4 separate regions of the Mus musculus genome follow, and regions 1, 2 and 4 are each linked to region 3. A link is a contact called in public ChIA-PET and HiChIP or PLAC-seq data. All regions are on one chromosome and are shown on one strand. Each heading gives the region's core, a stretch centred on a gene start, on an enhancer-like site or on the middle of the called end of the contact. The rest is flanking DNA. Distances are from core to core; before and after follow the strand shown. Region 1 holds the start of Gmeb1 (glucocorticoid modulatory element binding protein 1). Region 2 holds the start of Trnau1ap (tRNA selenocysteine 1 associated protein 1). Region 3 holds the start of Eya3 (EYA transcriptional coactivator and phosphatase 3). Region 4 holds the start of Snhg12 (small nucleolar RNA host gene 12).

Region 1 (6,528 bases), core at 345-2,844, 380 kb before region 3:
TAAGGACTACAGAGATACCCTGTCTCAAATACCTAAACAATTGGAGGCCAGTTCCAAAACAGCCAGAGCCACACAGAGAAACCCAGTCTCAAATAAATAGCCAAAACCAACAACAAGTCTCCAATTTGCAACTTTATTACTTAAGCACAAAACTCACTAAGTCCACCGTATGCACTTGGTTGTTCAGCCAAAGTGAACTCAGATATAATGAACCCAAGGTCATTTCACTCTGCAGGAAGTATCCAGAGGAAGTGAAGTTCTATATAAATCACAGATTGGATGGAGACTCCTATATAGGTGTTTGAAGGAATCAAGGAATACGTTTTTAAAAGTCACCCCTCTAAGAGTGTAAGAAATCAAAACAGGGCCCAAACTAACCCAACAAAGCTCAAATACACCTACTCAATGAACTTAAGTATAAAAGAAAAACAAGTTATTATATGGTTGAAAAATTAGAAGCGTTAGGCCCAAGCTCTTATGAAAACGTTCCATAATACTAGCCAAGGAAAGGGGGCTGGGCAGATGGCAAGAGTGTACAGATGTGGAGAAAACCCCTACTTCCTGGTTCTCCTAGAGTCAGTAACAGGTCGCATTTTGAGAGCTCAGGGTTTCCTTGCTCCTTGGACAGCCAGGTCAAGACCCTCGGGTAAGATTCTGCCCACATTTCTCTTGCCTCTCAAACCGAGGACACCTGGCCAATTCCCTGTCATTTCTGAAAGCAAGGGGTACCCTCTTCCCAGCAAGTACCTTCTCACTAACCCCATAACCTTAGGCTTCCCTCGTCTCCTGACGCAGGAAACCACCCTACTCTCCACCTAGCCACCGGAGGCCCTCCACTCTGAAGCCCTCACGGGGACCCTTCTCCTTCTTACTGCCCTTCATCTTGGGAAGGACGCTGCCTCCTCTCCTAAGCCCTCCAAAGGACCTTCCTCCTCCTCCTCCTCCTCCTCCTCCTCTCCAGGTCTGGTGGCCCAGGCCTCTCCCCTCGGGCGAAGGCTTGACCCTATTCCCTGCACCCCACCCCCACCCCAGCACGCCGCCCTCTCCCCCGACCCGGCCCGACCCAGGCCTGACCCAGCTCCTCCGCGCAAGGCCCAAGCTCCCAAACCCCGTATTTTTGGGGTGGGGAGGGATTCCCCTGGCCCCTCCGCGAGGACTTCCGGGCCCCTCGGTCCGGGGGCGCCGAGCCTTCCCCACCCCCCCAACCCCCGCCCAGTACGGGGTTCGTAGGACCCGGAGCCTAGGCCCGGCCGGCCACGCTGGGGGCGGCCCGGCGGCTCGGGCGGACCCAGCGGCAGCGTCCCCCCACCCCCCCCGCGGCGCCGCGACGTCCGCTCGCTCCCCGGCGGCGGCGGCGGCACGCACAGGGCGTGGGGAGGCGCCCGCGGAGGCAGCAGCCCCCCGCCCCCTGCGCGCCCGCCCGCCCTCGCCCTCGCCCTCGCCGTCGCCGTCGCCGGCCGCCGCGCGGCCCCCGCGCCCGCCCCCCCCCGCCCCCAGCCCTCGCCGCGCCGCGCGCCCACCCCTCCCCCTCCTCACCGTCTCCGTCGGGCGGGCGGGCGGGCGGCGAGCGGCCAGGGCGGGCGGGCGACGGAGCATGCGCACAAAGCCGCCACGGCGGCCGCCGCCACCGCCGCCGCCAAGCCGGGCTCCAGCACTTCCGGCCGCCGCGGCGGGCGAGCCGGCGCCTTAAAGGGGACGCGTCCTTATTGCGGGCCGCGCAGGGGATACACCTCCCCCCTCAGCCTAGCGATTTAGGGGAGCCTGAGAGCTTAGGCCTTCGGTCCTAGAAAGGCAGTGTTGGAGAAGTCGCGGGAGGCCCCAGGGGACTGAATAAGGTTTAGATGCAGAGGTCATCTCGCCCTGACTCTTGTGGAGGACTAGGGCTTTTCTTTCTCCAAATCCTCTTTATTGACGCTTACAATTTATCAGGATTTCAGGTTACCAATGTGGAATGAAAAGATGCTGCTGAGCATAGATAGTAACCCCTTCCCGCGTCCAAACCATGGCTCTTTGCGCAGGTTTTCCTGCTTGTCCGGGTTCGGAGTTCAAATTTGAACTTCCTTGGAACCGGTACAACAACTGTGCAGTGACTTGACAACTCTAAGCCACCTATTTCCCGAAAGGTACATGTCGTTCATGTACAATGAAATGATACTTGAAAAGTACTTGGGCAAGTTTCTGAGGCCGGGGAATAGTAACTGACAAGCTTTAAGGCAATGTGGTCAGGCCTTGGGGTTAGATGCTTTTGGTTTATAAATTCCTCAGAGCCACCTTACTCTTTCATTCTCATCTTTGAAAGTTAAACAGGAACGTCGGCACGTGCTGGTGGTACACGCTTTTAATTCCACAATTCCTGTCTAGCCTGGTCTACATAGTGGGTTCTAGGCCAGCTGTGGCTACATAATGAGACCTTGTCTCAAAAAAAAAAAGCAAGCCAAACGTAGAGATGAGGGGTGTGAGGAGGGAAGTAGGTCGGTAGGTAGAACACGTGCAGAAGACCCACAAGGGTTATTTCCCATCTTTCTTCCTATAGACATTGTGTTGTATCTGTCTTCTTTGCTTCCAAAGGGCAGGTTGTGGGCTGTGTGTGTGTGTGTGTGTAGAGATGGCACGTTGGGTGCAGGCTCCTGACCACCTGAGTTCCACCACTCGAACCTACATAGTGATTTTTTTTTTTTTTTTTTTTTTAATTGAGACAGGGTTTTCTGTGTAGCCCTGGCTGTCCTGGAATTCACTTTGTAGACCAGGCTGGTCTCGAACTCAGAAATCCGCCTGCCTTTGCCTCCCAAGTGCTGGGATTAAAGGAGTATGCCACCACTCTAAATGTGATTTTTAAAAAAGATATATAAGTGTGTGAGAGCGGGTTTTTTTTTTTTAAGATTTATTATATGTAAGTACACTGTTGTCTTCAGACACTCCAGAAGAGGGCATCAGATATTGTTACAGATGCTTGTGAGCCACCATGTGGTTGCTGGAATTTGAACTCAGGACCTTTGAAAGAGCAGTCAGTGTTCTTAACTGCTGAGCCATCTCTGCAGCCCTTGTTTTGTTTTTTAAGAATTTATTTATTTATTTCATATATGTGAATACACTGTCATTGTCTTCAGACACACCAGAAGAGGGCATCAGATCCCATTACAGATGGTTGTGAGCCACCATGTGGTTCCTGGGAATTGAACTCAGGACCTCTGGAAAAGCAGTCAGTGCCCTTAACCACTGAGCCATCTCTCTAGCCCTTTTTTTGGTTTTTTGAGACAGGGTTTCTCTGTAGTCCTGGCTGTCCTGGAACTCACTTTGTAGACCACGCTGGTCTCAAACTCAGAAATCCACCTGCCTCTGCCTCCCAAGTGCTGGGATTAAAGGCGTGCGACACCACGCCCAGCTTTTCTTTTTTTTCTTTTTTGGATGTGAGAGCATTTTAACTGAGCAAGCACGAAAAGAAACATTGGGGGCTGGAGAGATGGCTCAGCAAGTAAGGTGTGTACTGTTCTTGCTAAGGATCTGAGTCAGGTTCCCAGCACTCATGTGGGTTGACTCATTATTGCCTGTAACTCTTATCTCTAGGGGATCCAACTCCTGTTCTGGCCTCCGGTGATACTGCATTCACGCGAACAAACACACATACAGTTATAAATAAGAAATAAGATCTTAGGGGCTGGATGAGTTGGTTCATTGGTTAAGAGCACTGACTGCTCTTCAGAGGTCCTGAGTTCAATTCCCAGCAACCACATGGTGCCTCACAACCATCTGTAATGGGCATCCAATGCCCTTTTCTAGTATGTCTGGAGACTGCGACAGCTCTGAAGGGGAAAGCCTAGGTCAGCCACTGGGTTCAGCAGGAGAGCTGTTCCTGCTGGGTGGAGTCCTCTCTGAGGCTGGGGACTAAATGGAGCTGGATGGCAGTGAATGGAGCTTGTAGGGAAAGCACCGAGGAGGAGCGACAACTGTGATTGTGTTTCTTTATTATGTTGCTTGAATGAAGGGAACAAATAATAAACCAAGGTAATAAGATGACTGCTGGCTTTCCGAGGTAAGTGCTATGAGAGACCCCACCCCCACTTAATCACTCCTCCTGTTACCAAATGCTCACAAAGGGTTGGAAAACACAGAATGTATTTCTACTTATAACTGACATATTCCCAGCCAATATTTTTCTATTAATTTTCCTCCTTCTTTACCTTCATGATTTATTATACATACACAATTCTGAATTACACTTTTTATTTTTTTAGCTCACTAAAAGCTGTTTCTTAGGAATTAAAGAGGTGTTAGTATATTTGGGCTTTGATTTGGTTTGAGGGTACTGGGATCAAACCCAGTGTCTGGTGCATACTAGGAATTTACTTCACAGTCAGGTGATGGTTAAGCCCTGGAGAGGCAGAGGCAGGCAGATCTCTCTGAGTTCAAGGCCAGCAAGTCCCAGTACAGCCAAGGCAACACAGAGAAACCCTGTCTCGGAAAAAAAAAAAAAGAAAAGAAAAGAAAGAAAAGAAAAAAAGCAAAGGAAAGAAAAAGAAAGTTGCTTGGACCCAGCCAGGTAGCCCAGTTCCTACATCCTCTGCTACTGGGGAGAGGCATACAGATCACAAGTTCGAGGTCAGCCTGAGACACGGTGAATTTTCTAGTACCTGTGAAGTGCTAGCTTCTTTCTCTAGGAACCCAAACCAAACATATAATACAATGTTATAGAGATGCTCGCTGCCAGGTCTGGATTTGTCTCACCCTTCATCATTCCGGGGGTTAGCCGATTTCGATCAGGGGAGGATTCTGTTTGTTTGAGTGAAAAGGGAAGTTGACCAATGGAGGAGACAACTGTTCTGAAGGGGCGTCTACTGGGGAGAGGCTGTGTGCACATAATGGTGTATGCATATACCAGGACGGGCTCTCCAGGGGACCTCAGGCAGTAGCTTTGGAGGAAAGATTGAGACTTGAATGTTTTAAGTGTATCTCTCTGATTTTTGTTTTGACATACGATCTTCTCCAGTCCCTACAAATACATCTGAAATGCCTCTATACTCCCAACACTGGGTAGGGCGAAGCAAGCAGGGTTATGAGTTTGAGACTAGCCTGAGCTACATAGAGAGGGTGTGTTTGTTTTTTAAGATTTTATTTATTTATTATATGTAAGTATACTGTAGCTGTCTTCAGATCTCATTACGGGTGGTTGTGAGCCACCATGTGGTTGCTGGGATTTGAACTCAGGACCTCCAGAAGAGCAGTCAGTGCTCTTAACTGCTAAGCCATCTCATCAGCCCCCGAGAGGGTTTTTTTTGTTTGTTTTTGTTTTTTAGTTTTAGTGCATTGGTGTTTTGTCTACATAGTAGTCTAGGTGAGGGTGTTAGATCTCTTGGGGCTTGGATTGCAGACAGTTGTGAGCTGCCCTATGGATGCCAGGAATGAAACCTTCTGAAAGAACAACCAGTGCTCCTAACCACTGAGCCATTTCCCTAGCCCTACATAGTGAGTTCTAATCCAGCTTGTGAGTTGTTGTCTCAAGGAGCAAAAAACTAAACAAAACGAGAAGCCCATCCCTCTTCTCTGTAGTTAGGCTTGGTCTCCTCCTGAGGCTCTAGCAGTCAGAGCCTCCTGGTCGTCGGCCTGCTCTCTGCCCTGCTGCTTTAAGTATTCAGTCTTCTAATGCCCCACAGGTCCTTAGAACCAAACTTGAAAACTTGAACTCCTTTTTCAGTCTACCTGCCCTCTTCCTCCTCTTCCTCCTCCTCCTCCTCCTCTTCCTCCTCCTTCTTCTTCTTTTTTTTTTTTTTTTTTTTTTTGGCTTTTCAAGATAGGGTTTCTCTGTGTTCCCCTGTCTTGTGCGCGCTCGACTGGCCAGGAAGAACGACGCTGCAACAGGATCCTTCTGCACACGTTTATTGGGAGAGCTTGATTGTAGAGGCGAAAAGACCTCGAGCCCAGAACTGGTGCTGCTTTTATAGGCCTAGGACAGGCGTTCTCTCTCATCTGATTGGTTAACTTGTCTCTCATCTGATTGGTTAACTTGTCTCTCATCTGATTGGTTAACTTGTCTCTCATCTGATTGGTTAACTTTTGTCAATTCTCAAAACCTCACCTTGGCAAAAGAACCTTTACTGGCTATGTATGTGTGGTGGCCAGCTGTAGCCAACTGCCACTCTGTAACTGCCACTCTGTAACTGCCACTCTGTAACTGCCACTCTGCAACGGCTTCCCACACCCCTGGTTGTCCTGGAACTCACTTTGTAGACCAGGCTGGTCCTGAACTCAGAAATCCGCCTGCCTCTGCCTCCCAATCCCACTGGGATTAAAGGTGTGCGCCACCACACCCGGCTTCCACATCTTTTAATGTTCTTACCCATTGTAGTGGCTACTCCTGGTTGTCAACTATATCTGGAATGAACTACCATCCAGAATTGGAAGGCTCACCTGTGATCCAGATTTTGAGGCTGGGAGAGACAAGTTTCTGACCTGGATCTTGGCATGGAGATCTTGAGGCAGAGTGGCTGTGAATCCCAGGAGACTAAGGCAAGGAGATCTCTGAGTTCAAGGTCA
Region 2 (6,621 bases), core at 2,570-5,069, 310 kb before region 3:
CGAGCGGTCTTCTGTCTGAGTCCTGGCCCTGCCACTTACTGCCTGCATTGCCTTCAGCAATCACTGCAGCTCCCTGAGCTCCTGGGTCCTGTCGATCAAAGCTAACAGTACCTATGCTGCAGGGCTACAGGATTAAATGAAAAGCTGTGTGTCCAGGGCAATTCACTACGTGGTAGTAATTAAAGACAACCAAAACGGCAAGGCCAGCATCGTCCAAGTGTCCTTACAGGAGTGGCTCCCGGAAGGGGTTTCCCATTAATTTTATGCAAACACTTCTCGGCTGTGGCCAAATCTGCGAATTCCACAAAGCAGTAGCCAGCTGGGATTCTGGAAGCAAGCAGAGAAAGAGCGATAAGGATGCCCAGGTACATCTCGGCCTGAGGAGAGGAAAAAAATGGATTCTTTCTTTCTTTGTTTTTCTCTCTCTCTCTCTCTCCTTTTCTGTTAAAACAGGATCTTACTATATAGCTCTAGTTGTCCTATAACTCACTCTGTAGACCAGGCTGGCTTTAAACTCACAGGGATCCACCTGCCCCTGCCTTCTAAGTGCTGGAACCAAAGGCGTGTGCCCCACAACCCAGCTTGAAAAAAATGGTTTTCAAAACTGTGGGTTTTTTTTTTTTTTTCTGATAGAACCAAACTATTTTTATTTCACTCTATATTCCAAATCAGAAATAACTTTAAGTACAAGAACAGTCAATCTGGCCAGTCCCTGACTGATTTAATAACCAATTATGTATATGTCACATTACCTGTGATGAAATACTGCCAAAAACCCTTAATGTGACCCACCCGACCCTTCAGACCCTTTGTCTAGCTTACTAGAAATCAAGAGTCGTCCCAGAGAAAATGCCAGAATAAATTAATCAAGAAGGTGCTGACTTTTACTCAAAGGCTACATTAAGCTGGGCAGTGGTGGCGCAACCTTTGATCCCAGCACTCAAGAGTCAGAGGCAGGTGGATTTCTGTAAATTCCAGGCCAGCCTGGTCACAGACCAATTTCAGGACGGCCAGGGCTACACAAAGAACCCCTGTCTTGAAAAGCCAAACAAAACAAAAATTAACAGTCCATATTAGGGCACCTGCCTAGTATACAAAAGGCCACTGATTCTTTGTTCAGTTTTAAGGGGCAGGGGGGTGTCACGGGAAAAGCAAAAGGTTGGCTTTGTACGTTATAAGTCTGGAATTCAGGATGATGGCACCTGCCTGTAGTCAGAACACTTTAGATTCTCAAGTTTAGAAGCTGAGGCTAGAGGACTGCCTCCAGTTCAATGCCAGTCCTGAAAATGAGACCCTGTCTTCTACACTATTTGTTTGAGACAGGTCCTCACTCTGGATTCCTGGCAGTCCCAGAACTCAGTATGTAGGCTGCGTTGGCTTTGAACTCACAGAGATCTACCTACCTCAACTGCTGCCTCCAGAGTGCTGGGATTAAAGGCATGTCCTACCACGTCCAGATCCTAAAATTCTTTAATATCTATATTATTTGAGAAGTCTTTGCTTTTTTTTTTGTTTTGTTTTGTTTTCCGAGACAGGGTTTCTCTGTATTGCCCTGGCTGTCCTGGAACTCACTTTGTAGACCAGGCTGGCCTCGAACTCAGAAATCCACCTGCCTCTGCCTCCCAAGTGCTGGGATTAAAGGTGTGCGCCACCACGCCCGGCTAAATCTTTGCTTTTTTGAGGCAGGGTCTCACTATGTTAGCTCTGGCTTGTTGTGGCCTCCCAATACTGGGGTGAAAGACATGCATGCACTACAACCCAGCAACTATTTGAGAATTCTATGCAATGTTATCATGGATCCAAGGTCTCCAACTCAGGTCAACAGGCTTACGAGGCAAGTGTTTGTACCTGCTGGGTCACCTCACTGTCCATCCCCAAACCTTGTACTTCTGAATGCTCCTAATTTCTTGGCAAGAAAAAAAAGGGGGGAGAGGGAGAGGATTGTGTGTGAGGTCACATATACTCAAAACTATATAAAAGAGATATGGTTCAGCAGTTATGAGTTTTGTACTGCTCTTCCAAGGGACCTCAGTTTGGTATCCAGCAACCACCGAAGGGAATATCACAGAATCTGACACCACTGGCCTCCATAGGCACTGCACTCTTGCATACCCTGCTCCCCACATACATAATAAACAAACATAATCAAATGTAAAAATAAATAAAAACAACAACAGCAACAACAAAAATCAAGAGGGGCTGTAGAGATGGCTCAGTGGTTAAGACTGCTCTTCTAGAGGTCCTGAGTTCAATTCCCAGCAACCACATGGTGGCTCACAACCATCTGTAATGGGATCTGATGCTCTCTTCTGATGTATGTAAAGAAAGTGACAGTGTATAAAATAAATATTTAACAAACAAACAAAAGAGCCAGGATTGCTGGCACACCTTGTGGTTGTGGCACTTGGGAGGCAGCGGCAGGGTTGTCATTACAGCCTACATTACTACAGGAAGACTTTGTTTCAGCGTAGAGCAAAATAAACTAAAGCTAAATGAAACACACAGTAACTTAGCAAAGATCACACAACAGTTTTCAAAAATAGGTTCCAGCATCCTGCCCTGAATCACTGGGATACTCAACACCTGAAATACTCAACGCTTCTGCTCTGTAAGCCACCCTCTGTGGTTCTTTCACTACTGCTAGGGATGGCGAGAAGCTCTTACTCCCGCCATATTTATTCCCTTGAATAACAGTGGCAGCAGGCTCTATTAATCGAGAACTGAACGGAAAGATGAAAAGGGAGGTGTACCCAGTGAGGCGGTTTCGGATAATTTTGACGCTCATCACGGTCTCCCCCATGGTGGCAAAGGCTCTAGAGATGAAGTTCTCATCCATGTAGGGTTCCAGCTGCATAAAAACCAGAGCAGAGAGGAGAGGCTCAGGCCCATGACCCGGAGCCCTGTAAGGGGTGGAGCCCCTCCCACTCTGTCCAGGACCCCCCTCTACAGCACTAGAGAGCCAAGCTTCCTACCACGCAATGGGGAACGGTCCCAACCAACTCCTTTACTTCAAATCGCTCCCCTTGCTGGGAGGCGTGGCACACACCGTTAATCCCAGCACTAGGGAGGCAATGGTAGGTGGAGTCTGTGAGTCTACATAACGAGTTCCAGGACAGACAGAACTATGTGAAGGACCCCATCTCAAAAACAACAAAAGAAAAAACAAAAACAAATAAAATAGCTCCCCTTTATAGAACTCCCTGTGCTTCCAGTCCTAATAACAATTCTTGGGGTTCCTCCCACTCCATCCGCCCAAATCATCCCACTCCAAATCTTTCCAAACTGGAAAGGGGGATTCCAGACCCTCTACCCCATAGAGTCAGCATCTGAGGAATCTTCATTCTGATGCCCAGACTCCACTTTCAAAGACTGGGTGAATAGGTCTCGCTACGAAGCCCAAGCTGGCCTAGAACTCACTATGGAGTCTCGAACTGGTGACGATCTTCCTGCCTCGCCAAGTGCAGGGAGTAAGGCATTGGCCACCACACCCCATCTAGCTTCCCGCTGTCACCAAAACCCTTCCTGTTCACGGCCACCCTTCTGGGATCCGAAGGCCCTCTGCTCTCAGGCCCTTCCTCCCCCTACGACTCGAGACCCTCTTGTTCCCCTCAGAGCAGGGGCGACCCTGACTCACGTCTCCCATCCATAGGCTGGCCGCCATCCCGCACCCGGGCGGGGACCCTGAGGGCCTGTGGCGCGCAACCGCGCCAGTCTGCGCGACCCGGCCCGCCCGGAGCCTAAGCCTGCAGCACCTCCTGCGCACACGCTGCCTCGGCGGCCAGAGCGATCCGGGTTTTCCTCCGACCTGTCCGCCGCTTCCGGCCCCCCCAGGGGGCGTTGCTTCTACGGGCTAGGGAGTGGCTCCACGGGATAGGGGCGTGGCCTCGGCTGGGGCACAGTAGGCCTAGCTGGCACCGGCTCTGAAGAGGGTCTCTGTGGGCGGACTGCCCCGCTCTTTAATAAAACCGCGCAAATGCGTCTATAATTATTGAGTTAAGGTTTGCTCTCTGTAGGGAATACCAAGCATAAGAACGGAAGGACAGCTAGTGACCGAAACCCCTCTGGGAGCGCGGAGGATAAGCTTCCGAGGGACTGTGGAGGAGCCGCGGCCGCACAGTGGTCCTCTTGCCCTGCATCCCAGCGAGGACTTTTTGGAAGATGTAGTGGGATTCTTCATTTTCTTAAAGCCCTGAGGTGGAGAGAACTAAAGGACGGTTCTTGATGGTACACTCAAAGTCCATCGTTTTGTGTGTAGTTGGGGGTGGGGAGAGTCGGCGTCGGCATGGTCTCTGTAATCCTTGTTGACCTGTTTAAGTCTGTCTCTAGTCAGAGATCTACTTGCTTCTGCCTGTTTGTTTAATGAACGCCAGTCTTCTCAAAGCATTCCTTCCTTAACGGCTGAGCTTTGGCTCCAGCCCCACACTTTTTTTTTTTTTTTTTTTTTTTTGCCTTGAGACAAGTTTTCATGTTGGTCCCTGGTACAAGCTATATAATCTAGGCTGGCTGTAAACTCTTGGCAATCTTGCTTCAGCTTCCTAAGTGCTAGTTTTACAAGTGAAGGACACCAACCCTGGCTCCTTCCCCGTTTATTATTCTAATCCAATTCACCAAGACTTTACCACAAAGCACAGACGGACCTTTACAGAACCCTCAGTAAACTTGGTTTTTGAGAGCTCCTAAGGTGGTTGTATCCATGCTTCAACATCCAGTTGGTAGCCAACTTAGCAGAGTGGGAAGGTCCTGTGCGTTCAGATTGGTTCTGACAACCAAGTTCATCCTAAGTCCTTTAACTTAGAAAGTTCCCCAAGCCAAGAACTCAAGTCTGAAAACCAGAGGCCAACTATGAGTATAAATTTCCTGTTCCCTTCTGTTACTGTATGAATGATGCTAAGGCACTGGTGAGATGGCTCAGCAGGTAAAAGTGCATTGCACTGAACCTGACAAACACACATGTACACACAAATGTAAAAAAAAAAAAAAAAAGTTTTTCAGAGACTACAGAATGCTTTGGGTCCCATGGGATTGGAGTTAGTATCGTTGTGTAGCACCATGTGGGTGCTGAGAATTGAACCTGGGTCCTCTCCAAGTGCAACTAGTGCTATTAATCAGATCAGAGCCATCTCTCCACCCTGCAGGGAAGGCTACAACTCAAAAGAAGCCTCTGAAACGGACCAATCAGGACCCCTACCCCCCACCCCCCAGAGTAAGCAATAAAAGCAGAGTCCCTCTCAGACCTAGAGGCTGAGCTGCAAAGACATGACTCAGAGAAGCTGTAAAGACTGACCAGCTGCCTGGAAGCAGAAAGCAGCTAAGCTGCCTGAATTCTAAACCAGGGTCACTTAGAAAGGGAACTCTGACTTCCTAAGCTGTACAGTGAGCTGTCACCCATGCTGGGTAAGTTGTGTCACCTCTGCCCCAGTAAGTAATCCCCAGTAAGTTCACTGGTTCACCAAATGAGACTTTGTTGGGATCTGTAATTTCATGTGTTTTGGGCTCCCTACCTGGGGTGAATAGATGTGCCACACAACCCCCAAGGAAAAGGCTTAAATACGCCAGTGGTCGAAAATGCAGGCAAATCAGTAAGAACTTCTAATAATGTGCTCTACTTAAAAACTGGAGGCCGGGCATGGGGGTGCATGCCTTTAATCCCAGCACTCGGGAGGAAGGGGCAGGCGGATTTCTGAGTTCGAGGCCAGCCTGGCCTACAAAGTGAGTTCCAGGACAGCCAAGGCTACACAGAGAAACCCTATCTTGAAAAACCAAAAACCAAAAAACTGGAATTTGGGCCAGGTGTGGTAGTTACATAACTTAAATCAAAAACAAAACAAGACAAAAACTCAGGAAGCAGATGCAGCTAGATTTTTGAGTTCTAGACCAGACAGGGACAAAAGAAAAAACCTCTGGTTTAGGATTTAAAAATTCTACTCCAAAGCCAGGCCTTGATTTCAGCACTCACGAGGCTGAGGCAGGAAGACCAGGTTGTCAGTGGGCTATGCTGAGAGCCTACTTAACAAGCTACCCCGTCTCATAACCATGAAGCAACTGCAGTGGCTTCTACTGCACAACTATCTCAAACACCTCTTGCCTTCTCCAGACTTTGGATTGGATGTATCAGCCATAACCCTAACAAAGGCAGGCTCATAAGCAGGTGTTCCTTTAAAGACAACAAAGCAACTCCATGGACACGCATAAAAACAAAGCCCATTTACAAAACTCTAAGTTTATTAAAGTGTTACAAGATTTTAATCTCCCCTCCAAAATATTATACAATTAAAAAAAATTCAAAACTATTTTCTCAGCCACTGTTACTTTCCTTAGGACCAGCCTCCGCCCCTCCACTCCTCCCTCAGCACCGTTATAAAACAACTCCCACCCCTTTCCCAATACCCTGCCTTGCCTTGACTGCCCAGCCGAGCCCAGCATGGCTATCCAGTCCTCTATGGCAGAAAGGCTGATGGGGAAGGGACAGGTGACACCCAAGGGATACTGGGATGCCTTGTGCTTTGGGAGGACAGTTGGTTTTTTTCAAGTGGGTCAGTGTTTTTGCCCATGGACACCTGTTTAGAGTCAAATATTTGGCTTAGATCACTCAGAGCCTTGAAAAGCCTTTGTCCAGATCTC
Region 3 (5,836 bases), core at 2,164-4,663:
CTGGGCCCTGGGAGGGTTGCTTAGCAAGAAGACTAGGAAAGCACAGAGCATCAGGGAACACAGGCAATTATCTAAAAGAAAGAAAAAGACTAAAAACGTGGAAAAGGGAAAAGCAACACTTTGGATGGGTTGCATGGTAGAGGCTCCACTGGCAACTGCTGCTCTGTGGGTTGCTGAAGCAGGGCCTGGCTGTGTAGTCCAGGTTGGCTTTGAACTCACCACCCTCCTGCCCCAACCTCCTGAGTGCTGGGATTACAGGCATGCATCACCATCCCCAGTTTTGTTGTTTGCTAGTCATGTGACCTCAAGCAAGTCTCTTAATTCTTCCCTGATACAATACCTCATCTATAGAGTGAACTCAGTTGTAGTTTCTGTGTGTACTTGTAAGACTCTACGTCAAGCCCTATAGTTTTTGGGTTTTTATACGTTTGTTTTTGAGACAAGGTCTCAGTACTGAGACTGGGCTGACCTCCAACTTGGAACAGTCCTCCTGTCTCTGCCTCTGCAGTACTGGAATTACAGGCTTGTGCTACCATGACCTCAAAACACACAAACAAATACAAAGCAAGATGGCTCCAGCTAGAGGTCACTATGTGAGAGGAGGCTAGGCATGCAAACTGAGAGAGAGTTGGGAAAGACTGGTCAAATGAGACCAGTAAGGAGCAAGAATTTCTTTCCTTAAAAGATGCCAAAGACTGGGAGTGGTGGGGAATGTCTTTTATCTTAGCAGTAGAGAGGCAGAGGCAGGCAGATCTTTGTGAGTTTGAAGCCAGCCTGGTCTACATAGAGAGTTCCAGGACAGCCAGGGCTACATAGTAAAACTGTATACATATATGTACATATGTCTATATATATACTACAAAAACAGACTTTTTTTTACATTATCGATTTACCCATGTATATGTGTATGAGTCTAAGTACAGCTTGTATGGGGGAGAGGGGATAGGGAGAACAGCTTGCAGAAACTGGTTATTTACTCCCGCCATGTGGGTCTTAGGGATTGAAACCAGGCCACCGAGTATGGAGGCAAGTATCTTTACCTGCTGAGGCATCCTGTCGGCCCTAGAGCGTTGTTTTGTAATTGCTAATAAGCATAGGATTGATGTGTATGTCCAGTGTGTACTTTGGGAAGAGTGTCTGGGGACATCACATTGTTTGTGGGCTCCCTCTGGTGGAGCTGGTGGTTCATGTCAGTCAAAAAAAAAAAAAAACAAACAAAAAACAAACCAATGAGCAATTAATCTATGCTTTCATGAATTGACTGTTTACTATGTAACATATGTTACATAGTAACATATTGCTAAACATTGCTAAAATACACCCCCCCAAAAAAAAAAAAAAAAAAAACATGCCAGTAGGGCACAGACTCACACCTGTGATTCTAGTACCTGAGAGAAGAAAGCAGAGGAATCAGGAGTTCAAATCCATTCTCAACCACAAATCTAGTTGGGACACAAGAGACCTTATCTCAAAAACACAAAACAAAAACCAAACCAAAAAAAAAAAACCAAAAAACCAAAAAACAAAATCCCAACTAACCAACCAATCAACCACTCCTCCAAACCCAAATCCAAGCCCTTGCAGAACTTATATTCTGGTGGGGAGACCGTACGCCAACCCCCCAAGAAACTGATTGGACAAACGTCATGAGAACAATTATCAGGGGGTAGGAAAGTACAAGGGAGACAATCGCTCCTGTTCTAGCACAGCATCAGAGGCGTCAGAGGCGGTCTCAGTGAGAAGGCTCATTCGAAGATGTAAAGGGGGTGACAAGGTGAAAGAAAGAGCTGTCTCAGGGAAAAGTACTCTAGGTAGAGGGAGTAGAAAGCAGACAGCACCAGAGCCTGCCTGCAGGCTGGGAGAACAGCAGAGGCCAGTCTGTTGTAAGTGGAAGGAAGGTAGGACAAAGTAGGTTAGAGTTCTACTCGAAGAGTAAAGTCTTCTGAGTCCTGTAGGTGATGTAAGGATTTTAGTGTTCACACTGAGACAGAGCCATTGGAAGAAGCACACGATCTGATTAAGGCTTTCACGGGAGGCTCTCTTCTGTATTGAGTATAGGGTAGCAAACATGAATGGGACCCTCAGAATTACATACTGACTGTGGTTCATACCAACACAGGTGGAAAATGGTCCGATTCTGCAAAGACTTTGAAGACAGCATCTACTGATTGTGCTAAGTAGGTGTGATGTGTGAGAAAGAGCAGTTAAGATGCTCGCTCCCCAAAAAGTAGTTGCTTAGAAAATTGTTGAAATAGAAGCAGTTAATAAAAATCTTTTATTTTTATTTGTATTGAAAAGCTAGGTTTTTGTTTTTTAAACTTTGTGGGTTAATCTAATATTTGTAATTCTGGGTCTTTTTTTCTTTTTTTTAAAGATTTATTTATTTATTATATGTAAGTACACTGTAGCTGTCTTCAGACACTCCAGAAGAGGGAGTCAGATCTCATTACGGGTGGTTGTGAGCCACCATGTGGTTGCTGGGATTTGAACTTTGGACCTTCGGAAAAGCGGTCCGGTGCTCTTACCCACTGAGCCATCTCACCAGCCTGGGTCTTTTTTTCTTGAGGGTCTTTCCCTTCAAACATGAATGGAATTGAATACACTGACAACTATACAAAGCCTGTCTTCAACTCCATTCCTCGTCCACACTTGAGTTGTATTTTAGAATTAATGAAGCATTAAAAAATGTTTCTGAGCTAAGAAGGTGGATCTCTTGATTTCGAGCCCAGTCTGATCTTTAGAGGGAATTCTAGGCCAAGGTCCATAGAGAAAAACTTTTCTTGGAAAAACAACAACAAAAAACCACCCCCACACACACCAAAACAAAAACAAAAACAAAAACAACAAAATGTTCCTGAAAACAATTTGCACAAAATGAAGGCAGCTGCAAGTGTAATATAATACTAGGTATAAACTAAATTTTCGGATAGAAATGTTCACTTTGAGTTAGCCTTTCAAGTGTCTTCAAAAGTTCCCATCCATTTTTCCTCTCCTAGTCTTTCTAACTCGACCAATTGCAGTCAACATTTTTCAACTTCGTCGTCCCTTTACGGTAGGAATCACACACATTTTTTTTTTTTAGAACTTACTTTCAAAGATGAGAGCGGTGGCTGGGCATGGAGGCACAAGCCCTAGGCTGAAGGAGGAGGGTCCCCAGTTCGAGATCAGCCTGATCTGACTTTGTTTTGGGGAGGGCGGGAGTACTTTTCACGAAGGCGGCGGCAATTTAGCAGCACCAGCATCCTCGGAAAGTCATCTCGTGCGTAAGATCCAGGGAGTCAATCACGCAACTGGGTCTGCGAGGTGGGCGGGACCTAAGCCTTGCCCCGCCCCGAGACGATTGACTGGTCCTCTGGGTTCTGTCGGAACGGGGTGTGGATTGTTAGGCGGTCCCGCATCTACTTCCGGTGGCTAGGGATGCGCATCCGGGTCACGCTAACGCCGCGGTTTCCGCCACTCTGTTGGTTCCAGAGTGGGTCCGTAATCGTCCCATGTCGTGCTGGGCAGTGTCTGCAGCCGTCTGGTGAGTCCCCGCCGCCGCCAGGGTGTGAGCGCGGTGGCTCGGGTGCAGCGTTCGGGGTCCCGGCTGAAGAGGTCCTCCTTGGTCGTGCTGGGTAGGGGGTCCCGTCACCGTCCCCCTCGTCCCTGCCTGCCGGTCTGCCCTCGAGCTTTTCCCGGGCGTCGCTCTGGCCTCGCCCCTTCTCGCCTAGGCGCCGGGTCTCTGCCTCCCCCTTCTCTCAGCACTTCTTCCCGATCCACTGTTTTTCCACCCGGAGCGTTGGGGTTCGGCTCTGTCCCCCAGCCCTCCTCGCCTGTGACCCTTCCCCCCTCCAGGGACTGGTAGATGACAAGAGTGTTGCGCCTGCCCTTTCAGAGCGAGAGGGCTTCCTCCGAGTCCAGATCCTGGCCGACTGCTCCAGCTTGGAGGCGCGAGGTTAGACTTGAGGTCGCTTCCCCAGTTAGAGAACAACAAAGGCGTCCCCAGGTCCTCGCACTGCCTCAGTTTGCTGGGCTCTCTGGGCAGCAGCGAACAGGTGGCGGACTCGCTGGCGGGCTTGTGAGATCTCCTGAATTGACAGGTCTTCGTCCTGTCTGTTTTGAGTCCTCTGTCCCACGAGAATGGATGTGCACAGCTGAGGCAAAAGTGCGGATGTTCTTCACTCTGCATGGATTTAAAGTTAGAGGACTCCGGGTTTCTAAACTTTTAAACGACTGTGATGTGGTGTGGTGTTGCTGTTTTCTGCCAAGATTCACCAATGTAATATCATTTTCCTTATAAGCCAGACATTGTTTCTTAGAACGTTCTTTTTAACTTCTTTTTCTCTAGTGTTGCTACCATGGTTTAGAAATCATGATCTTAGCATTTTAAAATTTAAGACATCTTATCTTACATTTTCTGGAGGTTTAAAATCATCTATAATGTGAAAAGGGTTAGACTTTATAATGGTTAATGTCCTGTTTCTCAAATTTTGTGATCTAAGGTATATCTAGAGGTACAAATTTGGATAATTCTTTTTTTTTCCTCCCTTCCGGTTTTTGGGGTGTTTGTAGCATATCATTGCAACCATCATTTTCTTTTCGTCATTTTGTGCGTGATCAGTCTAAAATTCAGTATTAATAATTAAATATGTACAGAACAAATAACCGCGTTTATTATTGGTTCCTCTTGGCACAGTTCTCCCTCATATACACATAAGAGAATAGAACATAGACTGCCATATTCCAAAATTGGGCCACTCCCTTCACCTATTTTTAGCAAAGGACTTTGGAGCTTGGCCATGTTAGTCCTAGATGCCACAGAGAAAGACCCTTCTGGTTGGCTTTCAGGATTAACCTGGCCAGGGAAGCCCCTATGAACATTTATCTGTCCTCCCCTGCACCTACACAAACTGGGAAGAGGAGCCTTTGTTCAGCCTGACCTCCTCATTTCCCAGCAACAACCCCAGTAATCGTAGCTGCTCCGTTGACTTCTTTACCTCGAGGTTTGACGAATATTTCTTTTTTTACATATATAGTTGGTGCACAACTTTTTTTCATTTCTGAACTTTATGTTCCTTTCCACCCCTCCACTACCGTCTTCCTCTCCTTCCCTCTGTTTTTGTGGTGTGTTTTGACCCTAGGCTGTTACCTGGAACTTTTGGGATTTGCTATGTAGTTTGGAGATGGCATTGAACTCGTGATCCTCTGGCCTTCTAGACTCTGGGATTACAGGTCTGTTCCACTGTGTTTGATAGTTTTGGGGTGGGCAGGGTTGGGTTTTTTGTTTTGTTTTGTTTCTTTATATACCTCTGACTGTCTGACTGTCCTAGACTCACTTTGTAGACCAGGCTTGCTTCAAATTTACAGAGATCCGCCTGCCATTGCTTCTGCAGTGCTGGGATTAAAGACACACACTACCATGCCTGGCCTACTCGATTGCATTTTAAGCATATTTTCAGTCTGAACCTGGTGAGGTTTTTATAGCCTATAACCAAAGGGAATTTAGAGTTTAAATATACTCCTTCATTGATAATCCAGCTTTAAGAATTAATGATGGGCCAGTTGCAGTGGTACACACCTTTACTCCCAGCACTTCGGAGGCATAGGCAGGTGGGTATCTGGGAGTCCCAGAACAACCTGATCTGCAAAGTGAGTCCAGGACAGCCAGGTCTCTGTTACACAGAGACATCCGGTCTCAAAAAACAAACAAAAAAGATGATGTTTTTCTTCTTTTTTTTTTTTTTTAAAGATTTATTTATTTATTATATGTAAGTACATTCACTCCAGAAGAGGGAGTCAGATCTTGTTACGGATGGTTGTGAGCCACCATGTGGTTGCTGGGATTTGAACTCTGGAC
Region 4 (6,344 bases), core at 98-2,597, 330 kb before region 3:
AACTGCTGAGCCATCTCTCCTGCCTGGAAACCTATTTTTTCAGGTGTATGTAGGAGCTAAGGGGAATAGCTTGGGAGCAGCATGTGGTAAGTCCAGTGACACCCTTCCTAACATTGGGGAAGGAAAGAAATTGGACCTGGAAGGATGCTTGTAATTCCAGCTACTTGAGAGGCTGAGGTCTGCCTGGACAAACTAGTGAGATGCTGTGTAAAATAAAAACAAAAAATAAAAAAAAAAAGAAAATGTTACCGGGTGTGGTGGTGCATGGCTTTAATCCCAGCACCCGGGAGGCAGAGGCAGGAGGATTTCTGAGTTTGAGGCCAGCCTGGCCTACAAAGTGAGTTCCAGGACAGCTAGAGCTCTACAGAGAAACCCTGTGTTGTAAAACCAAAACCAAACCAAAACAAAACAAAAAAAGAAAAGAAAATGTCACCTCTCTACTTTAAACTGTAGACGTGATACAACCTGCTAGCCATCCCCCCGGACCCCCGACCGTGACTTTCCTGTCATGAAGGACTGCAATCTGGAATTATAAGCCAAATAAACTATATTCCCCTATCAAAGAAAATAAAATAGAAAAAAAAAAAAAAAAGGTGGGCTGGAGAGATGGCTCAGCAGTTAAGAGCACTGGCTGCTTTTCCAAAGGTCCTGAGTTCAAATCCCAGCAACCACATGGTGGCTCATAACCACCTGTAATTGGATCTAATGCCCTCTTCTGGTGTGTCTGAAGACAGTGACAGTGTACTCATATATACATCAAATAAATAAATAAATCTTTGAAAAGAAAAGAAAAAAAGAAGAACAAAATTTTGGTTTTTTGAGACAGGGTTTCTCTGGGTAGCCCTGGCTGTCCTGGACCTCACTTTGTAGAACAGGCTGGCCTCGAACTCAGAAATCTGCCTGCCTCTGCCTCCCGAGTGTTGGGATTAAATGCGTGCGCCCCCACGCCTGGCTTCTGAGGGTCATTCTTTAAGAAGATCTGCCAGCATGCTGTTACCCTCTAGGCCATCCCGGGATGCTCCGGGGGAAAACTCCATTTTTTTTTTTCTTCTCTTTTTTTAATTTGCAAAATCTCTTTATTAAGCACATCCAAATGTGGAAAACCCTTTCTAAGATCGGTGTAATTCAAAGTCGCCCGGGAACTTAATCCATAGTGATGGCAGTTGGTCAGAGATTTGAGTTGAGCGCTCTGGCCTGGGTCGAAACCACTATCAGGGCCAGACAAGGAGCAGGAACCCGGCTTTGCTAAGAACTACATTTCCCAGAGGCGCCGTGCGTCAGGTGGATGACGCAGACTCAGTAGAGGGCGCGAGAGTATATAATCCTGGTGCAGGCCGTTCTCAGTCCTTTCTCGCTTCATCCGCGGTCCCTGTCTGTTTTCGTTATGGCGCCTTGTACTTCTACCCAACGTTGCCCGCCCCCCATCTTCCCAGCCCACCAGCTCCGTCCGCCTCTCCGGATGATTCGTGAGATACCGAGCCTGCCGGGAAGGGACCGGATTTTTCCGTCTGGTCCAAGGAAGCACGGGTTATGGCCACATGCGCAGTGATAACTCAGGGCCCCACGCCTTTTGACCCGTGAGTGTTGTAGGCTTGGGGGTGACGGGATCTGGTAAGAGCATTTGTGCCTTTACTGGATTACGTGCTTGGGTGCAGTAACCTTATTAGGATGACGCCAATGGAAGGGCCTGTGACCATTACCTCCGAGCGACCTTTTTGTGATTAACCTCGCTCCTATGTTGGGTGGAATTTGGGTCCTACCACGTGCTAGGCGATCGCTATGTCAACCATAGTATTAAAGCCTTAAAAAAAAAAAAGTCAGGATAATGGGCCCTACAGAGTTGGGCAAGGATTATACAACCTCGGCTTTCTCGCTTTCTGATTGCAAAAAGCCGCCATTTTATTCAGCTAAACCTGATGTCCACAGCGCGTTAAAAAGCGTTTGTAGGCGGTAGGGTCATTAATTTGAGACTGCTTTGGGTTATAGTCAGGAACCTATCCCAATGTCTAAAGCTTCACGTATTGAACTAGGAGCCATCGGAGCCCACAGGATTGCCTTTTCAGGCGTCTCTCTAGTAGGCAGTGGTGAGGCATGTGGCTTGTGGGTTTGAGGTCTAGCAATTGCTATCGCTGTCTGTGGCCCTTATCGAAGCTGCAGCAGCTTCTACATAGCTGCTGTGGTCAAAAAGGTGGCCCAGAGAAAGAATTTTCCTTGACGGTCGCAGTTCTGTTTCCTGTAACTGATCTGCAACATTGTGGAAAATGACAGCTTCACCTTACTATTTCTCTGGAGTATGTAGCAATCTTTAGGCTTTTATTCCTGGGGGGGGTGGGAGGGGATAGGAGGTAGACCGGTGAGTGAGCTCAATCTGATTTACAATTCAGGCCTGTATTGATCATCTATTGGTAAATAAACAATGCCTTGGTCACTGTCACAGTCCCTATAAGGTAATGACTGGGAATATGGAACAAGATTATTGTGGCTAATTCTGTTGCCATTCATCTTAGCTGTTGATGAAGATTGTGAGGAGGGAGACCAGAAGATAATGGACAACGATACAGCAGAAGGGTCTGGTAAGCTCCGTTTAGTTGCACTACCCGGGGAGACCTGAGGCATGTTTCCAAGGGCTGTGGCTGCCTGTAGCCATGGGATCTCCAACTGCATGCCAGAGTAATGGAGAGACTTTGACAGCTCAGGTCAGCACAGTGCCTGCAGCTGCCACTCATCTTTCCTATATATGTATATCAGGCCTCAAGTTGAGCGCCCTCTACCTGTGAGGCTATTGTTCTGTGGTATTTACAACAAATGTTTCTTCTGCAGGTTACACTTGAGCTTATTTCTTGGAAGAGTCTGAGAAGACGGCCTGTCAGGCTCCTAACACTAAGGTAATTGCTGGCTAAGACAGCCTGACCCTCCGGTTTCCCTTTCCCATCGGATCTTGACGCTGGTCTTGGTGGTCGTTAAGGAGGAAGAGCACCCTGAAGCTGGCCTCACAGCGATGCAGTCTGCTGTAGAGCAGCAGGCCAGACTCAGACATGCCTGGGCTTTGAAGTGGGAAAACTTGAGAACTGATCAGTATTGCTGAGTAATGGCTTACTTTCATGGTTTTTTTTTTTTAAGGGCCATGTAACCAGTGAAGCAGCCATTATATATGATTTGGTCTACACTTGTTGGGTAAGCTTAAGGATTGTTAACCCTTTTCCTAAGTAGTATAGCAGAAATTCAGGTTTGCATAGTGGCTAGCCATCTATAAGCCACCTCCATAATTTATGTCTGAACTAGTTAGCTGTTCACATCTGGGGCAAAGATGTGTGCCATGTTGGCTGGTATTTGTCAATTGAACATTGCATGAGTACAGACACTGGTCCATGATGAAACCCATTATCAGTGGACATCTATGGATGAGAAATGCGGATATGGGACTGAGACCAGTTCTTAGGAAAGCCTGAGTTGGGGAATGAGCCTGAAGGTGGAACTAACATAGACTTGCACTTCCTTTTCAGAAAAATTCCACAAGAGGATCTCCTGGAAGCTAGCAGAAGTTTTTGGCTTGTACATTGCCAGGCAGCCATTGGAATCGGAGCTGCAGTCAGATTAAGGCCAGCCTGGCCTACATTGAGAAACCTCATTTTGGGAAAGTGAAATACTTTGTCAATTAACATGCAGTTGGTTCAATAAAGACTTTTGGAAAGTGTCCTCTTTTTTATTTATTTATTTATTTATTATATGTAAGTACACTATAGCTGTCTTCAGACACTCCAGAAGAGGGAGTCAGATCTTGTTACAGATGGTTGTGAGCCACCATGTGGTTGCTGGGATTTGACTCAGGATCTCTAGAGCAGTCGGGTGCTCTTACCCACTGAGCCATCTCACCAGCCCTCTGTAACTGAATTTTAAGTGGCAGCTTGGTCTGCTGCATTGTGAGTTCTAGGGCTGCCATGTCCTACCATTGGCCAACCATTAGGTATTCTGGGGTTGGAGTTTTTTTTTTTTGATGAGCACACCAGGATCAGGCAGGCACGGGAAGCTGTTAAGGCCTGTTAACCTATGGTGGGCATTCTAATTAAAGCCACTAGTTGCTTAGCATTGACAGGCTAGAACTGCTAGGGTACTTAAAAAAATGTCATGTGACTCATCTGCTTGTAAAGTAACTTCTATGGCTTTTTTTTTTTTTTTTTTTTTTTTTTGGTTTTCCCAAGGCAGGCTTTCTCTGTGTAGTCCTGGCTGTCCTGGAACTCACTCTGGAGACCAAGCTGGTCTCTAGAAGATAAACCTATGCTATCTCTCCAGCCCTTTTTCTTTCTTTTTTTTTTTTGGTTTGGTTTTTTGAGACATCTCAGAAATCTGCCTGCCTCTGCCTCCCAAATGCTGGTATTAAAAGCTTGTGCCACCACTGCCCACCATGACTTTCAATACAGTTGAAGAAGCCCAATTCAAGGAAACAGTAATTTATTAAAACATTATAAATCACATTCAAAAAGATAGAAGCTTCACAATAGAAAAAGGTCATTATTCTAGGCCTCTGCCTTCACGTCCTGGCTACATCATAGCTGGGATCTCTGAGGATACAGTGTCCAGGGGCTGCCAGTGACAGTCCATCAGAGCATCGTACAGTTCCTCGCTCTGCTCCATGAACTCTTTGTTGGCTTCAGTCACATCCAGCTGTGGGGCTGGGTCTGCAGGAAAAGGACAAGGTTAGGAAAGTGGAGGGTTGAGTGTTCAGGTTTCCTAGGTGGGTGTCTGAGGAAGAGGAACATTGGGATTTGGAGCATGGCAGCTATTGTCCCTCCAATACTCAAAGCCATGCCTGTCTCAGGTCTGGAGAGATGGCTCAGTGGGTAAGAGCACTGACTGCTCTAGAGATCCTGAGTTCAAATCCCAGCAACCACATGGTGGCTCACAACCATCTTAAACCATCTATAACTGAATCTGATGCTCTCTTCTGGTGTGTTTGAAGAGAGCTACAGTGTATTCATACAAAACCTAAAAAAATGAAATGTGGGCTTGGGAAACATTTAAGTTAATGAATATATAGTCCTGTCTCAGAGATCACAAATTTTCAAGGTATAGTGGCACCCATATAACTATTTGTGGGAGGTGGAGGTAGATGAATCCTGAGTTTATCAGACCTTTGGGTTTTGAGACAGAGTCTAGTCCTGGTGAGACTTTTTTTTTGTTTTTTTGAGACAGGGTTTCTCTGTATAATCTTGGCTGTCCTGGAACTCACTCTGCAGACCAGGCTGGCCTTGGACTCAGAAATCCACCTGCCTCTGCCTCTCCCTGCTGGGATTAAAGGCGTGTGCCACCACTGCCCAGCCAGGTGAATCTTAAACTCAATCCTAGGTCAGCTTGGAGGTTTCTGAGGTGCTCTACCATGCTGAGCATGAAAGGAGTTTTACAAAGAGAAGTCCTCAGTACAGTGTCTCCTGGAGTCCTACTGTGTGGCCCTGTCTGCTCGGGAACCAATGCTGGGTCTAAAGCCTGGCACTACCACACCACGCTGAGTTGCTTTCCACCTCGGTTTTCTGGCACTGTGTAGACCAGGCTGGCCTCAGATTCCGAGCTAGCCTTGTCTCTGCTTGGCAGGAGGTGTGTTTAAAGGCTGTGCTGCCCACCACACCTGGTCTCTCTTATACAAAGTCTCAGTGTGTAATCCAACTTGAACTCAAAGTCATCATTTTACCTCATTTTAAAGCTTATTAGCTGTGTTTTAGGGAAACTTGTAGCTGGATATGGTAGCTCAGGCCTCCCGTAATCCAGCACTTGGGAGGCGGAAGCAGGAGTTCAAGATCATCTGTAGCTACAGTGAAAGTCACCCCAATATTCAAACCAAAACAAAGACTGTGGGGTTAGGGTTATTCCAGTGTTTGTTTTTTCTCTAAATTTTGAAGCCCACTGAGTTTTCCTTGAGAACTGTATTTTCCCCTCGAACTCACTGCACAGGCTGGCCTGGGTGCTTATGGCAGCCTCCCAAATGCTAATCAAAAGATGTCATTTCAAAAATGTATAGAGGGATGTAGCTCAGTGTCAGAACTTCCCTAGCATAATAGGGAGCCTTAAGTTCTATGCCCAGTACTAAAAGAAAAAGCAATCTGAAAAATAGAAGACTATAAAGACACAAAATAAACCTTACAATTGGTAAAAAGTAGGAGCTGGAGAGATGGCTCAGTGGTTAAAAGCACTGGCTGCTCTTCCAGAGGTCCTGAGTTCAATTCCCAGTACCCACACAGTGGCTCACAACTGTGTAAGTAACTCCAGTTCCAGAAGATCCCTGACCCACATGCAGGCAAACCACCAAAACACACAAAATATAAAAACCAAACAAAATAAATGTAAAACAAAAA

The links. ChIA-PET counts read pairs in DNA pulled down with a chosen protein or histone mark. HiChIP or PLAC-seq counts read pairs in DNA pulled down with a chosen protein or histone mark.
Region 1: a contact with region 3 is called in an H3K27ac HiChIP or PLAC-seq map of microglia, with 5 times the contacts expected there. The contact joins the promoter of Gmeb1 here to the promoter of Eya3 in region 3.
Region 2: a FOXA1 HiChIP or PLAC-seq map of pancreatic cancer cells shows a contact between it and region 3. The contact joins the promoter of Trnau1ap here to the promoter of Eya3 in region 3. A contact is called at or near these places in 1 of 39 promoter capture datasets (liver) and 2 of 115 datasets of contacts at active chromatin or transcription factors (bone marrow-derived macrophages and pancreatic cancer cells).
Region 4: a contact with region 3 is called in an RNA polymerase II ChIA-PET map of effector CD8 T cells, with 18 read pairs. The contact joins the promoter of Snhg12 here to the promoter of Eya3 in region 3. A contact is called at or near these places in 1 of 484 Hi-C or Micro-C datasets (cortical neurons) and 3 of 115 datasets of contacts at active chromatin or transcription factors (bone marrow-derived macrophages, effector CD8 T cells and embryonic stem cells).

What each region holds. Positions count from the first base shown.
Region 1 is chr4:132,259,955-132,266,482 of GRCm38.p6, forward strand. Gmeb1 (glucocorticoid modulatory element binding protein 1) reads right to left here and starts at 1,595. Exons shown (of 10, transcript NM_020273.2): 1 at 1,537-1,595. Gm28874 (a long non-coding RNA gene) reads left to right here. Exons shown (of 2, transcript XR_390809.4): 1 at 1-646; 2 at 6,341-6,528.
Region 2 is chr4:132,325,719-132,332,339 of GRCm38.p6, forward strand. Trnau1ap (tRNA selenocysteine 1 associated protein 1) reads right to left here and starts at 3,820. Exons shown (of 9, transcript NM_027925.3): 1 at 3,635-3,820; 2 at 2,751-2,848; 3 at 228-327. The coding sequence starts at 3,661. It overlaps Rcc1 (regulator of chromosome condensation 1), which reads right to left. Exons shown (of 10, transcript NM_133878.3): 10 at 6,201-6,621.
Region 3 is chr4:132,635,633-132,641,468 of GRCm38.p6, forward strand. It overlaps Eya3 (EYA transcriptional coactivator and phosphatase 3), which reads left to right and starts at 3,414. Exons shown (of 17, transcript NM_210071.2): 1 at 3,414-3,523.
Region 4 is chr4:132,307,331-132,313,674 of GRCm38.p6, forward strand. Snhg12 (small nucleolar RNA host gene 12) reads left to right here and starts at 1,348. Exons shown (of 5, transcript NR_029468.1): 1 at 1,348-1,577; 2 at 2,508-2,573; 3 at 2,821-2,885; 4 at 3,121-3,174; 5 at 3,504-3,694. It overlaps Snora16a (small nucleolar RNA, H/ACA box 16A), which reads left to right and starts at 2,135; the gene lies at 2,135-2,270. It overlaps Trnau1ap (tRNA selenocysteine 1 associated protein 1), which reads right to left. Exons shown (of 9, transcript NM_027925.3): 9 at 4,433-4,676. The coding sequence ends at 4,540. It overlaps Snora44 (small nucleolar RNA, H/ACA box 44), which reads left to right and starts at 2,623; the gene lies at 2,623-2,739. It also overlaps Snora61 and Snord99.